2 separate regions of the Mus musculus genome follow, and region 2 is linked to region 1. Evidence: chromatin contacts called from public promoter capture Hi-C data. All regions are on one chromosome and are shown on one strand. Each heading gives the region's core, a stretch centred on a gene start, on an enhancer-like site or on the middle of the called end of the contact. The rest is flanking DNA. Distances are from core to core; before and after follow the strand shown.

The links. Promoter capture Hi-C pulls out the DNA fragments that hold promoters and counts their contacts.
Region 2: a contact with region 1 is called in a promoter capture Hi-C map of trophoblast stem cells, with 2.9 times the contacts expected there. The contact joins the enhancer-like site here to the promoter of Sh2d1b2 in region 1. A contact is called at or near these places in 24 of 39 promoter capture datasets (the 3T3-L1 cell line, 3T3-L1-derived adipocytes, the C10 cell line and 15 more), 2 of 15 datasets of contacts at CTCF or cohesin (the NIH/3T3 cell line and pro-B cells), 82 of 484 Hi-C or Micro-C datasets (3T3-L1-derived adipocytes, the AML12 cell line, the AtT-20 cell line and 49 more), 6 of 115 datasets of contacts at active chromatin or transcription factors (bone marrow-derived dendritic cells, differentiating embryonic stem cells, embryonic stem cells and 1 more) and 4 of 9 other capture datasets (adipose tissue, embryonic stem cells, liver and 1 more).

Annotation. Positions count from the first base shown.
Region 1 is chr1:170,231,304-170,237,892 of GRCm38.p6, reverse strand. It overlaps Sh2d1b2 (SH2 domain containing 1B2), which reads right to left and starts at 5,022. Exons shown (of 4, transcript NM_001033499.1): 1 at 4,889-5,022. The coding sequence starts at 5,022.
Region 2 is chr1:170,606,425-170,613,798 of GRCm38.p6, reverse strand. No RefSeq gene overlaps it. Among named protein-coding and RNA genes, the nearest start is that of Nos1ap, 20 kb to the right of the region's middle. Within about 2 kb of position 1,483, at least 18 of the 459 cell types and tissues checked have an H3K27ac peak or open chromatin away from gene starts, as enhancers often do. A contact at or near this core is called in cerebral cortex, stem cell-derived neural stem cells and trophoblast stem cells, where this site is marked.

The DNA of each region.
Region 1 (6,589 bases), core at 3,773-6,272:
AAGAAGGAAAGAAGGAAAGAAGGAAGGAAGAAGGTTGTTAAAAGTATATATGAAATAAAAAAAGGAAGAGAATATAGAGAACTGAGAGCTGCTGGTAGTTGGGAGGGCATCTCTGGGCAGCTGGAATCTGACATTCAGCTGGATTGGAGAGCAAATCAGCCCAATGTTTGATACAGGTATTTATGATAAGTAATAAATGTGCACCAATTACAACTTCTGCTTCCAGCCAAGATGGAATAATAGGACCACATTTATTATCCCTTCTTCCCCAAAAGCCCTGAGAAACTCCAAAAGATGAATGAAGTTGCAGCCTTTGAACATCAGATATTTCAGGTGAGATTGGGGAAGAGGGGAAGAAATTAAAAGAATCTTACTACATTGGTTTCTTCTGGCAGAAATTTTTCTTTGAATGTTGGGATAACCCACATATATTCTATCAACTGGCTATGAAAATATATATCCCTGGGTTCTCAATTATTATTGCTGTGCCTGAGGTACTAAGCTAGCAAGGTATATAAATGTTTCTCACTTCCTCACCTGGCCACAAAAAAAGGGCAAGCGGCCTTGGGTGAGGTCACGTAGCAAGGAAGAAAGGAGAGGTAACACAGAAAGTTTGGCCAGCGGTTTTCCTGCTGCTGGTTGGTTCAGACTGGATGAGTAAGGAGTATGGCTTTTTGCATAGTGAACAGCTGATTCTTGGACGTGGGGCAGAACAACCAGGCAGGCAAAAAACAACTGGACAGAAGCCGAGAGGAAGCAGGGCAGGGAGGTAGAGCAGAGTAAGTCATGGGCTAGCTGAGAGATGCCTCAGTAAACAGGCCAACAGCCTTATACTATACAATTGTCTCCATGTCATTATTAAACTACAAGCGGGACCCCTGAAAACTTGAAATATTTGAGTCTGTTGACGTCCGTCTTTTTCCTGCCCTTGCTTAGAACGTATGTCCATGAAGGCTGGTGTTGTATTTGTCAATGTGCCTGACAAAATTCAAATGTCTAGATTTTTAAAGAGGCGAAATTTAAAAGATGTAAGTACAAAAGGTTAATCGTTCCAACTTATATTTAACCCATCACATAAAATGCAAAATAGAAATTGGAAATAACTATATACAAATGATAAGAATTACTATCTGCTACTCAGTTACGAAGAGATAATAGTGGCAGCTTTGTTGGGCTGGAGCGATGGATGGGTTCAGTCAGTGAAGTGCTTCTGTGCAAGCATGAGGAACTGTGTTCAGATTCCCAGCATCTATATGAATGTTGAGTCTGGCATTGGGTGTATTCCTATAATCCTAGCATGAGGAAGAGGGAAGGGGAGGATCCCGGAGGATGGCTGGCAAGTTGGTCTGGCCAAATCAGTAAGCGCCAGGATCAAGGAGCTCCCCTGTCTCCAAAAATAAGGTGGAGAGCAATTGAGGAAGATGCTTGACATTGCCTTCTGGCCTCTATGCACACATATGCATGTGTGTGTGTATACTGCCCCCATCTTAACATGTATACACAGACCACACACACAGACACAGACACACACACACACTACAGAGAAAATCAGGTTAAAAACTATCATGTGCAGAGAGCCATTTGATATATATGCAACTACAATTTGTGCATGATGAAGTTTGCCGATGTTAAATATAAGTAACTACTAAAGATAGAGGGAAATGAGTTCTGCTTTTGTTTTTTATGTGTCTTTGATCATTTTTTTTTCTTTTTTTCCCCTCCTCCCTCAATTCCACCCTCCTTATCATCCTTTTTTCCCCCTCTTTGGTCTTTCTTTTTTTTTTTCTTGCCATTATGACAGGATCTCACACCATATGTCAGGCTGATCTGAAACTCACTGTGTAATCCATGCTGGCCTCAAGTTCATGACCATCCTCCTATCCAAGCCTCGTACATGCTGAGAACACAGGCAAGAATCACCATGGCCAACTTTAAACTTTATTTTGGAATTATGTCAGCAGGAGTAGTTGAACTTTGGTGCTGTGGTTGACCTCAGAGCCTTGTACACGATAGACGCGTTCTTAACCACTGAACTACACTCAACCCTATGTTTTTTCTAAAAGGAGTCTGCACAGGTCCTAATTAATATGGATTGTTCGGGTTACTGTTTTTCCTTTCTGAACTCTTTGCCACTCCTTCTCAGAATTTGGGAGCTGCAAATGAGTCTCTGGTGACAGAAAGGCATTGCCTCAATTCCTCCCATTGCATACGGTACCTACAGCCTCTCAGTGGCTACAGAAAGTCTAGCCTTCTCTTGATGGACTCTTCCCAGGGATGGAGCCTTTTTACCTGCTAACATCTATCCTGTCTGGACTCTCTAGGTTGCAAAGGCAGACCCAGTTTCAATTTCCTCATTTTCAGAAAGTCACACATTACACACACACTTCACACATTGAGGTTTTCTAGCTCAGATGCCCTTTCCTGCTCGTGGTCGCTCTCGCTTCAAGCTGCAAGGTAGACATTCTCTGAAGCTTCCCTCCCTTTTCATTGGTTCCTTATCCTGTTCTCATATTCCTTCCTTCCTTCCTTCCTTCCTTCCTTCCTTCCTTCCTTCCTTCCTTCCTTCCTTCCTTCCTTCCTTCCCTTTTGGAATTTTGAGACAGAACCTTACTCTATAGCCTAGGTTAGCAACCCAAACTGTGAGGTTTACAAACATGAACCACCACTCCTGACTTCTCTCATTTATCTCTAAAGTCTTATTCTTTATTCATTGCCTCTGGGACAGCTCAGAAATCCAAATACTGCAGCAAAGAAAGGGCTTGTCTCTGCCAAGGAGGATGGCAGGATTCTGGATATGAGGGAAAAGTCACGGCTCAGGTTCCTCCCTTGGGCACTGTATAACATATTTCTGAGGTGACTACCCAGAACATATTTCAGTAGCCCTGGGGTGATAAAGTCAAAGCATATGATAATATATGAAGAGTTTGGTCCTGTGAAAGTGCTCAACAAATACTTAGACCTTTCTCATTTGACTTGGTTTTATCTTTGTTTTTTTAAAAACAATCCAAGTGATGGTTGCTTTACATGAATATACGTGCTGGGCTGACACAACTCAATTAAGGTAAAAATAAATATCAAGATTAAAGAGCCGGGCGTGGTGGCGCATGCCTTTAATCCCAGCACTCGGGAGGCAGAGGCAGGCAGATTTCTGAGTTCGAGGCCAGCCTGGTCTACAGAGTGAGTTCCAGGACAGCCAGGGCTATACAGAGAAACCCTGTCTCAAAAAAAAAAAAAAAAAAAAGATTAAAGAGCACCTCAAAGTAGACCTTGTATCTGGGATGCTGGCCAAGATGTGTGCTGTCTCTGGGATCGCCCTTGCACTTTTTATATTGCCCTGCACTCCACCATAAGTAGTTCCTCCCCATCTCCCACCCAGAGCTGAAATGGTTTAGCACTCTAACTTCCCAGCTTTGGGACTTACTCCTCATCAGCTTTAAGTTCTGAATCCCAGCACTTGTCACTCATCTGCCCAGTATGGCCCCGGGTGAGGTGAGGCTCCACTTGGCTGTATCTTATGGTGGCAGCTGTCATAATGTAGAGAGGGGAAGGCCACATGGAGAAATAGTAGGGCCATTCTAATTCCTTTGATAATGACACTCTTAGAAAGAACAAAGTAAGTGTCCCCTAAGATCCTTCCAAGGGTAATAGTTCCAGTGACCTATGGTCTCCACTTAGGCTCCATCTCTTGAAGACCCTACCACCTCTTAACATCACTACATGGAGACCATGACTGTGGCACATACTACCAATGGATACACACCAAAAACACAAACAAAAAATAAACAATCACCTGAATATCACTTGCAGATTGAAAGCTAAGATACACATAATGTTGTCTCTCTCGAGGGAGTTTCTTTGGCCACACGTAAGGAAACAAAGATCCCTCACTATATCACAACTAGTAGTGACAACCACTTTTGCCTTCTGACCTTTCTCCAGAATCTAAGAGCACTCTACTCCAGTAACACTGATTCTTTGTTCACCTGGACTTCAGTCAAGCTCCCAAACCTCCTAGGCCTGCCTGTACACTTCTTTATAAAATTCAGCTTTCTCGAAGCTCCAAAGCTTTGTATCTTGTCAGCTTCTTCATCTGCCCCCAGATGAAATCTGATCGAAATGGCCTTTCCTCAGCTAGAATCCCAGGGTCATTTTAGCTGTACTTTCCCTTGTCTTAAAGTTTCCCCTTAGTTCTTTTCCATGTACAGACCCCCATCCTTCTCCTTGCCATTAATTTATACTTATTCATATTGTATTCAGAGTTAAAGCCAATCTTTCCCCCTCCCCCACCAAAGTCACCATTGCATCAATCTCTACACCTGTCAAGAGGACCCTGAATAAAGTCTTCCTCAGTTTCTATAACAGGCATGATAAAGGATTCAGTGTTGCTCTATTTCTTCATCTATAAAATGACAATGGATCCTGCTTGTCTCACGAGAGCACAAAAAGGATAAAAAGAAATGAGGAAATGCAGTTTGGTAAAGCCCTTTACCAACCTGAAAGCATATGAAATCTTAGCATTTTAAATACTGCAAGTGAATGCAGCCAACCAACCTTTCATGCAATAGTAAAGCCCCCCCCTCGGCCCCCGCCCCCGGCCTTCTCCACATCACATAAAGAGGCATGCAGAGAAGATGCTGCTCTGTCCGTTCTTTCTCCCCATCACCTTCTCTCCTTCCTTCCTTGTCTACCCTCTTCTGTTGTCTCAGACTCTGCTCATGTGGCATGCACAACTGAGAGAGGAAGGCCAGCAGAAGAGCTGGGCAGGGATATCCTTCTGTCCTCTCCTGGCAGTGCCTGGCCCATTACTATTCCAAAGTAGAATGAGATACAATTCCCTGAGCATATGGCTGCCATCAGGGTTCAACTGCATGAAGATGAGGATACTCACGAGACACAGAGGCACAGGGCTCCTGGCACAGACTCGCTGTCTCTTATCAGAAAGTTGCCATCCACACCTCCCTTGAGGAGCAGGGCTTCACACTCTCGCTTGGTCAGGCAGCCATGGTAGTAAGGCAGATCCATGGAGGGTTGTTATGTTTAAACCGCCCTGTCACCCTGAGATCAGTCCCAGGCCAAGGAGGCGCTGTGATGAGGGAAGTGAAGAGGAGTGGAAGGTCTGTTCCTCCACTGTGGTCTAAACAAATGAGGCTGCTCTGTGGGGTCAGTGAGCTTTACACGACTCAGGAAATGAGAAGGGAGGGAGATGGAGTGACCATGACACTTCAGCCTAGAGGTAGGTGGTTCGAATATGATTCACACAAGTGAGCGAGTATACCTTCTACCTGAGTCAGTGCTGTTTGTGGCTGTAGCAGCAGCACTAAAGTCAAGCTTCCTAGGGCCAGGTTACAGCATATCTCGTACAGATTTTCACCCCTTCTGGCTACTAGTGTGCTTCCTAGGGGCCATACCACTAACCCTGCTGCACTAGGTATCCATTTCTGCTTGGGCTTTTTCTGATCGTGCTCTGCATTAATGGCCATCTATTCAAAAGTAAGCTTCCCTAATGAAGGTTGAGAAATGCCCTGCTCTGTGGATACAATAGTAATAAGTTCTTAGGTTTAATACCATGTTCATTTAACAAAGTAATAGTCCTATGTCCTTCCCTAAGTACAAGAACCTCTCTAGCCATGGGTTCTTAGCCCCAATAGCACTATCAAGAATGAATCTCTGTTTTGGGAGCATCCATCATAGAAGACTACTTGGATATGGTTTTAAACTGATAGAAAGTCTTTATTAGGCTCTCTCTCCTTTGCCTGCTTCCCGTGTGAGACTGAGCAACTGCTAGATCCTTGGACTTCCATTCTACAGCTGCTACTGACCATTGTTGGGAGTTGGACTGCAGGCTTGACTGGAAGCCCATCACAGCAGAAGAGAACAAAGCACTTTAACCTTTAAAGACACAGAATTCTACCGGTAACCGGTAACAAACCTCAGAACCACAGTTAATTAGCACAGACAGACCTGACAAGATTTATCATTTGTACTGATCGGTGCGACTCCCCAATTATACCGTTTAATTTTAATTACTTTACTTTTTAAAAATGTTTAATAAGAGCATCAACTTTTAAGTTACTTACATTAAATGTCTTTAAATTATTCTTAACTGAGCACTGTTTTGGCCAAACTTTTTAATTGCTCACCTTCCTTGCTGACTTGAAGCTTGCAGTCCCAGTTCCTGCCCAATGGTTTCTTTTACTCAGTGGACCATTAGTAAAATGCGTGGGAAAAGTTGGACTGAGATTGGGCAGAGAGGGAGCACCCTGCAGGATGTCATGCTCAGGAGACTCAGAGGGAGCACCCTCAAGGACCTCGTGCTCAGGAGACTCAGAGGGAGCACCCTCCAGGACCTCGTGCTCAGGATACTAAGAGGGAGCACCCTCCAGGACCTCGTGGTCAGGAGACTCAAAGGGAGCACCCTTCAGGACCTCGTGCTCAGGATACTAAGAGGGAGCACCCTCCAGGACCTCGTGCTCAAGAGACTCAGAGGGAGCACCCTCCAGGGCCTCGTGCTCAGGACACTAAGAGGGAGCACCCTCCAGGACCTCGTGATCAGGAGACTCAGAGGGAGCACCTTCCAGGACCTCATAAT
Region 2 (7,374 bases), core at 234-2,733, 380 kb before region 1:
TTTAAAAAATGCAATAAACTTTATTGTATAAAAAAAATTCGAGTAAAAAAAAACCATCACGCACTGAGAATAAGCATATCTGAAGTCTGTACATCTCAGTGCACTTCTAAATCAGTGGTTCTCGACTTGTGGGCTATTTGGGGGAGTCAAATGACCCTTTCACAGGGGTCACCTAAGACCATCGGAAAACATAAATATCTACATTACGATTCGTAACAGTGGTAAAATTATGAAGTAGTAATGAAAATAATTTTATGGTTGGGAGTCATCACAGCCTGAGGAACTGTGTTAAAGGGCCACAGCGTTAGAAAGCTGAGACCCACTGCTCTAACAGACCTTGTGTGAATTCTTCACTTCTCAGTTCTGCCCCTTGAGGGCACCAGAGACTGCCCAGCTTTACAGAGCTTTACTCTGTAAAGGAGGCCAGACTGCAGTCAGCTGTGCATCTGTGAAGTGGTCAACGGGCTGTCAGCAACCAGAGCCAGGGTACAGCTCTGAAGCCGTCCTCACAGCCGGCGATCACCTCAAGGAACACAAACAGGGACAGAACCCAGGAGCCTTGAGTTCTAGCTTCCATTCGCCATCGCTGAGTGTGGCTCTGAGTTCTATATCCGGTGTTCTGGGCTTAAGCCTCTTCCCATATGAGATAGTGGTAAGAATATTCTCCACATTTAATGCTTCATACTCCCCAAGTAATAAGGAAAGCCAAGCTTGGTGGCACAGGCCTGCATTTCCAGCTACTCCGTAGACAGAGGCAGGAAGGTTGCAAACTTAAAGCCGACCCAGGCAACTTGGCTAAGACTCGATCTCAAAATCAAAAGAAGTCTAGAGATGCAGCTCAGCGGCGTGGTGATGGCTTAGTAAACACAAGGTTCTGGGCTCAAATCTCTAGCACCAATGGATTTTTAAAGATAATAACATTTTGGAATACCTGCAAATAATTACAACAACATTGATTCTGATTTTTTTAAATTTACTTATTTATTTTATGTACATGAGTACACTGTAGGTCTCTTCAGACTCACCAGAAGAGGGCATCATCGGATCCCATTACAGATGGTTGTGAGCCACCATGTAGTTGCTGGGAATTGAACTCAGGACCTCTGGAAGAGCAGTCTGTACTCTTAAAAGCTGAGCCATCTCTCCAGCCCAGATTCTGACTTCTTGCGGCCTTTGAAAGTGTACCTGTTTTGGGCACTATCTCAGTGTCACTAGAAATGTGAAGTTATGACCAAGATGGCTGGCCTAGAAGTATAATGCCTATAGCAACAAAGAAGGAAAATGAGACTCACGCAGTAGATTAAGGGTGGAAAGCTTGGATGATCTTAGTGGAACAAACAGAGCATAAGCAGGGTTTTGGGCTCACTCAGGCTCCATTGAAACCTGGACCTTTGTCTCAGATGAGCTTTCTCTTCACACTCGAGTCCCACACAATGCTCTGCCTCACAGTGACTCACTGGTGTGAGAAGAGAAAACACACGTATGTAGTAGCATTGCTCCTGCATGCGTCAGCCAGGTGAAAGCAAGCAAGCACTGAAGGGCTGGCCCTGGCTGAGGCTGGAAAATGAACAAGGAGGCACAAGCTATGGAGGAAACTCTTTTGTGAAAAGAGAATGTTCCGGCAAGCAGGGGCCCTGGGTCACAGTCCCAAAGTGAGCAGTATGCAGGTTGGACTTGGGATCCAGGCCATTGCAAAGGACACAAGACACTATGTGGAGAGTGATAGAGAGGGTAGTCTTCCCTGCTGTGGTCGCCATACACCAGATGGTGAGAGGAGGTGTGAACTTCTGGATTTCATTGTCACTATGCTGGGGACAACATAAACATTGGGCATTTTGTCTTGTAGTGATGTCAGGTGACCCATGGAGCAGTGAAGCAAGAATGATGTTGGGAGAAGAAAATTGCTCAGAGAGCCTCGGAGTCAATGGGGCCTCTGGGAGCTGTTCTAGAAGGCTTTGCCATCCTAGATTAGCCATCCCTGCTTCCCCAGGGGAACCGTAGAGAAGCAACTTATGTTTCCTTTGGTCTTGGCTTTATAGCTGGTCCTCTTTCCAGAAAGCTCCCCCCACAAAGGGAAGGACAGCAAGTTTACAGAGCAGGTGACAGAACCTGAGGACTAAGGAAAAGGAAGCCCTGGACAGGCTCCTGTGGACAGGCGTGTCTCATCTCCAACCCTGACCCCACTGTTATTACATCTACCTACCTGCTGGGCTGGCCTCCAAACTTGAGCCCACAGTTACATCTACCTGACCTTGGAAAATCTCATAACCCACCTGAGCCTCAGTTTCCTTGTCTACATGAGGGTGGGGGTGGGGGGGGTACCACGATTGCCTCTCCCTCAGAAGTTTCTCATGAGGATCAGCCGAGGTAATGAATTAAAGAGAACTTTGTATGCTCTAAGAAGTGGTTGGACATAAGTCGATCTAAAAGACAGACAGAAGCAGTGGGTATGTATCAGAGAATCAGAATTATTATTCCTCCCATTCTGTGTTTTGGAGAACCCCGAGGTGTTGCCAGAACCCCTTCTAATGGGTGACTGCAGGTGCTGAAGAACTGGGGTTGTAAGAGGCTCAAGAGTGCTCTATATGCGGCTTAAACCCTTGCGTCTGTCTTCACCAGTCTGGTATGGTACTCTAACTGGCTGGCAGAAATCACTTTTTGTCATAAGCTGGGGGCGGTGGTGTGTGGCTGAAGGAGACCTACACATATTGCTTGTAGTTCTCTATTTTGTACAGGAGAACTCCTTCTACCTGGTTTGGTTTCCTACCACTTGTGGCAATCAACAGTAGTAACTGGAAAACCAGTAGGCCACAAATACCTCCCTAGAATACCAGTCTATCCCAGCTACATACTGTGGTTAAATAACCAGGTGAAACAGTCACTCACAGGCAAGTCTAGTCACAGGGCCTAGGAAGAGATATCCTTGGGACTATATTACCAAATTGCCACATCTGGGGTTTGTTTGTTTGATTGGTTTGGGGGGGGGGGCGTGTACGCACACGGGGTAGGAGGCACAATCTAAAAAAGGATCTTGTGGTCCAGTGGTCTTGGACTTGTTATGTAGATGAAGATAACCTTACTCATGATTATCTGTCTCTACCTCCCAGGACTAGGTTACAGTCTTGGGCTACTATGCCAGGTTTAAATTGGATTGGAACCCAGGGACATGCTTGGTAAGCACTCTGTCAACTGAGCCACATCCTGAGCCCTAAAATACATCTCTGAAAGTCTGGGTGACCCTTCTTGCATGCATGAGGTTAACACTCAGTCACTGGGCTCCATCTCCAGGTCCTGGGCGGGCCCTCTTATCTAAGTGCACCACTAATGCAGTCATGATGGGCCTTGGACAGCAAGTGTCTGTTAGGAGCTCACAACGTGATAAGAAATGTGATACATACTTATAAGTAATGCATGATGTCATTGTTTTAAAACATTTATTTTGGTAAAATATACTTAACAAAATTCATCTTAGCAGCCGTTTCCTTCTTTGGAAGATCAGATTCATGTTAATCAAGAGGGAGAAAGGAAGGGGGAAAGGAAATCTACTCTGCTAAAGTTCTCCCAGCATGGCACAAAACTCCCAAGGATCTGGCCTTCAGTTGTGTGTTGGGGCCAGGGGCAGTGAGTGCAAGACCGTGGTTCCAACAAGCAAAGAGGCAGAAGATGCGGTCCTCCCCATCTCAGGCCCCAGACTCAGCCCACTCTCCAGCCCTTGAGCTCTGCAAGTTCAGTGTGCTCCTGGCCCGGGTTCTGCCTCTTCGCCACAAACACCCTCCGTCCTGACAGGGTTAGCAGAAACATGTGTTCTCCACAGACCACAGACAGGCACTTGAAGTGATGCTTGTGTTATGCTTCGATACAGCCAGAAGCCACAGACTAACCCGCTCCAAAATGGTGCTGGCTGCTTGCTTGCCATTGTCAAGTACCCAAGTACCTAGTTTAATATCTAGCATCCCCAAGGTTTATCCAGGTGTTGAGTTCCTCCCTCCCTCCCTCCCTCCCTCCCTCCCTCCCTCTTTCTTTCTTTCTTTCTTTCTTTCTTTCTTTCTTTCTTTCTTTCTTTCTTTCTTTCTTTCTTTCTTTCTTTCTTTCTTTCTTCCTTCCTTCCTTCCTTCCTTCCTTCCTTCCTTCCTTCCTTCCTTCCTTCCTTCCTTCCTTCCTTCCTTCCTTTCTTTCTTTCTTTCTTTCTTTCTTTCTTTCTTTCTTTCTTTCTTTCTTTCTTTCTTTCTTTCTTTCTATGCTTTTTTAGGTTTTGGACACCTAAAAGGACTTCACCATGCAGCACTAGCTGGCTTGGAAACATACCTAAGTTGCTATATAGAGCAGGCTGCTCTTGAACCTGCAATGATCCTCTTATCTCCTGCTCTTGAGCGCCGGAGTGTTAGATCTGCACCCCCACTCCCAGCTAAGAGTTATCTTCATTTTCTTATCTTTTCTCTCATTATTTTGTTTTGTGTTTATGTGTAAGGTTGTTTTGCCTGCATGTACTTCAGTGTACCCCACCCATGCCTGGTCAGAGGTCACAGAGGTCAGAAGAGGAGTCAGATCCCCTGGCACTGGGATTGCAGATGCTTGTGAGCCACCATGTGGGTGCTGGGAACTGAACCTGGCTCCTCTGGAACAGAAACGGTCTCCCCAGCCCCAGGAATTATTTTCTTTTTAGGGTTAATTAATCATGTATATACAACATATTACATTTATCTTCTTATAGATATTTGCTGTTGGAGTCATGTGTGTGTGTGTGCATGTGTGTCTGTCTGTCTGTCTGCTTGTCTCTCCATTGTATATGTCTATAACTATATTTGTGTACAGTATATCTAGTGAGTATCTCTACATGAGCAAATGCAGAAACAATCCCATGGACAAGTTAGACTTTATCATTTTTTCTGTATGATCTCAAAATGAGGAACAACATTTTCCTTTCTCTTTCTCTCTAACGGCTGTAACAGGAGAGGGAAGGCCTTTGTGGAGTGCTCTTCCTTTCTGGCCAGAGATGTATAGTCATAGGACAGAGGTCTGAGTTCAGGAGAGGCGTGAAGCCTGGCTCATGTCCTCCTAAACCTCTATGCTTAAGGTCCTGGAGTTAATTTGGGAAAGGCCCAAGAGCTCACTGGACAACTGAACAGGACTCAGCTGGTAGAGCAAAAGTCAACATGCATTTGGAGAGGAGGTTCTGGTCTCAAGCACATGGACCAATAGCAGCAGCCTGATTGGCTCTGCTCTCTGTCCAGAATGATCTTTTCTGTTCTTGCTTATGAAAGTAATAGAATTCCTCAGTGCTGGGCTCAAATACTGCATCCTTCGTGACACTTTCCCTGGTTCTACATCCCCCACCCCCACCTCTAGCTGCCACACAGAATACCTCACCTATTCTTTAGTTTCTGGAGTCACTTTGACCCCTTAGTTTTTCTGTTTTATTTCTGTACCATGTAAATACCTGCATACCAGTCCTGTCTGGTCATTTAGAGAGGGTTTTGCTATGTAGCCCTGGCTGGCCTTGAACTCATGGCATTGTCTTGCCTCAGTTTCCTAGGTTGGGATTACAGGCATGCACTGCTATTCTGGGGCTGTGAGGTCAGTGTTAACTCCTTGTTTAGATCAAGGTGAATTTCTTGAGAAGAGAAATTATTTCATCTATTTTTTTATTGTCCAGTACAGAGTTAGCAACTAGCAAATATCGACTGACCATGTGGCCAGAAATCTTATGTAACAACGGCATCTGTTAGGTGTTCCCTAAATTCATGCATAATGAGGTAACATCGATCTCCAAGCACCTGGTAAATACAAGAAAAATTTTCCCTGTCTTTGGGATTCAGCTTGAAACCAGCTTCATGAAATCCTTCATTCAATAAAACCTGTCAAAACTTTCATGGGAATAACTATAAAAGTGCCTTGGGTATCCATTGCCCAGGCCTCAAATGGACTCAGGTAGATCTTAATTGTGACCAAATATGGCATTCATTTGTTTTTTCAATTGGCCTCCAAAAGAACTTGAATGTCACAGAATAGTACATGTTTGTTGACTTTAGATGGTCTTAGTTAGAAGATAGGACCAGTTAGGAAATTTCCTTTCATCAGCGGAATGAGTATTGATTTTACATTGATGGATTGATTGTGGCCATGTGTACCACAATACTGTGTGGAGGTCAGAGAACAACTTACAAGGGTTGGTTCTCCCTTTCTTGCATGAAGGTCCCAGGGGTCAAAATCTGGTCAGCAGGCTTGGTTGACAGGTCCTTTTATCTGCTGAGCCATACTGCAGGTCTAAGTTTTAATTTTTTTATTTTTGACAAGGGGTCTTTGTGTAGCCCAGGGTGACCTCAGAGTCACAACGTACCTGGAGTTGACCTTTAGTCTCTGGTCAACCTGCTCTCTCTCCCGTGTGCTGGGATTACAGTTATGTGGTACTCAGATCAAACTCAGGGTTTTAGGCAAACACTCTGAACTGAGCAATGTTGTTGCGGGAAGTATTACAAATACAACTGCCAAGTTCCCATGCTCCATCCAACTACTCTCTACCCGCCAACTCTCCGGCGGGGCCAGAGCTGCAGAGTTCCCTTCGTTGCCACGCCAGCCCCATGCAATGACCATCCACCCTGTGGTCAGCCACCACAACACCCAGTAACCCTGTAGAAACAAAACTCTAGAAGCTTTCCATTAACAAGGCAGATTTATATATCAATAAAGTCTCAATTCACAAGATGCTCACACAATAATTTCAGGGTCAATTGATAATGATACAAGCTGCCACCTAGATTAGACAAGTTATCCCAATTACTGTATCCTTTATGATATCATATCTACCTGTGGCTATTTAAAGCCACCCTGGTTCAGGATCTTCTTCCATGGTCCATCCTCCATCTTACTTTCCTCCCCCCTCCTCCAAGTCACTCTTTGTCCTTGCAACTCTTCTCTTCACCTCCCTTTTCCCTGTTCAATCACAGGCCTTCTGCTGCACTAATATTTTAATGTAATTGGACAGGGAAAATCCTGCCACACGACATTCCTAGCCTGAGGTCAAGGGACAACACTGTGACGTCCGTTCTTCCACTATGGAGGTCTTGAGGATTGAACTCAGGTTGTCAGTCTTGGCAACAAGTACCTTCAACCCCTGGGCCTTCTTGTAGGCCCATCCCTATCCATCTCTTGAACATCTTCATCATCCTGAACACTTTGTATCCATTAAACTGCATCTTATTTAAGGGGAATAATAGAGTGTCTATCTTTTTGCAACCCACTTGTTTCACTTAGCTCTCAAGGTTGATCCATGTTGAAGCATAGGCCAAGATCTTTCTCCTTTTTTTGAGGCTATAACCCTCTTTCATGTAGTCACCATGATTCTTGTTTTTGTTGTTTATCTATTCATCCTTTAAC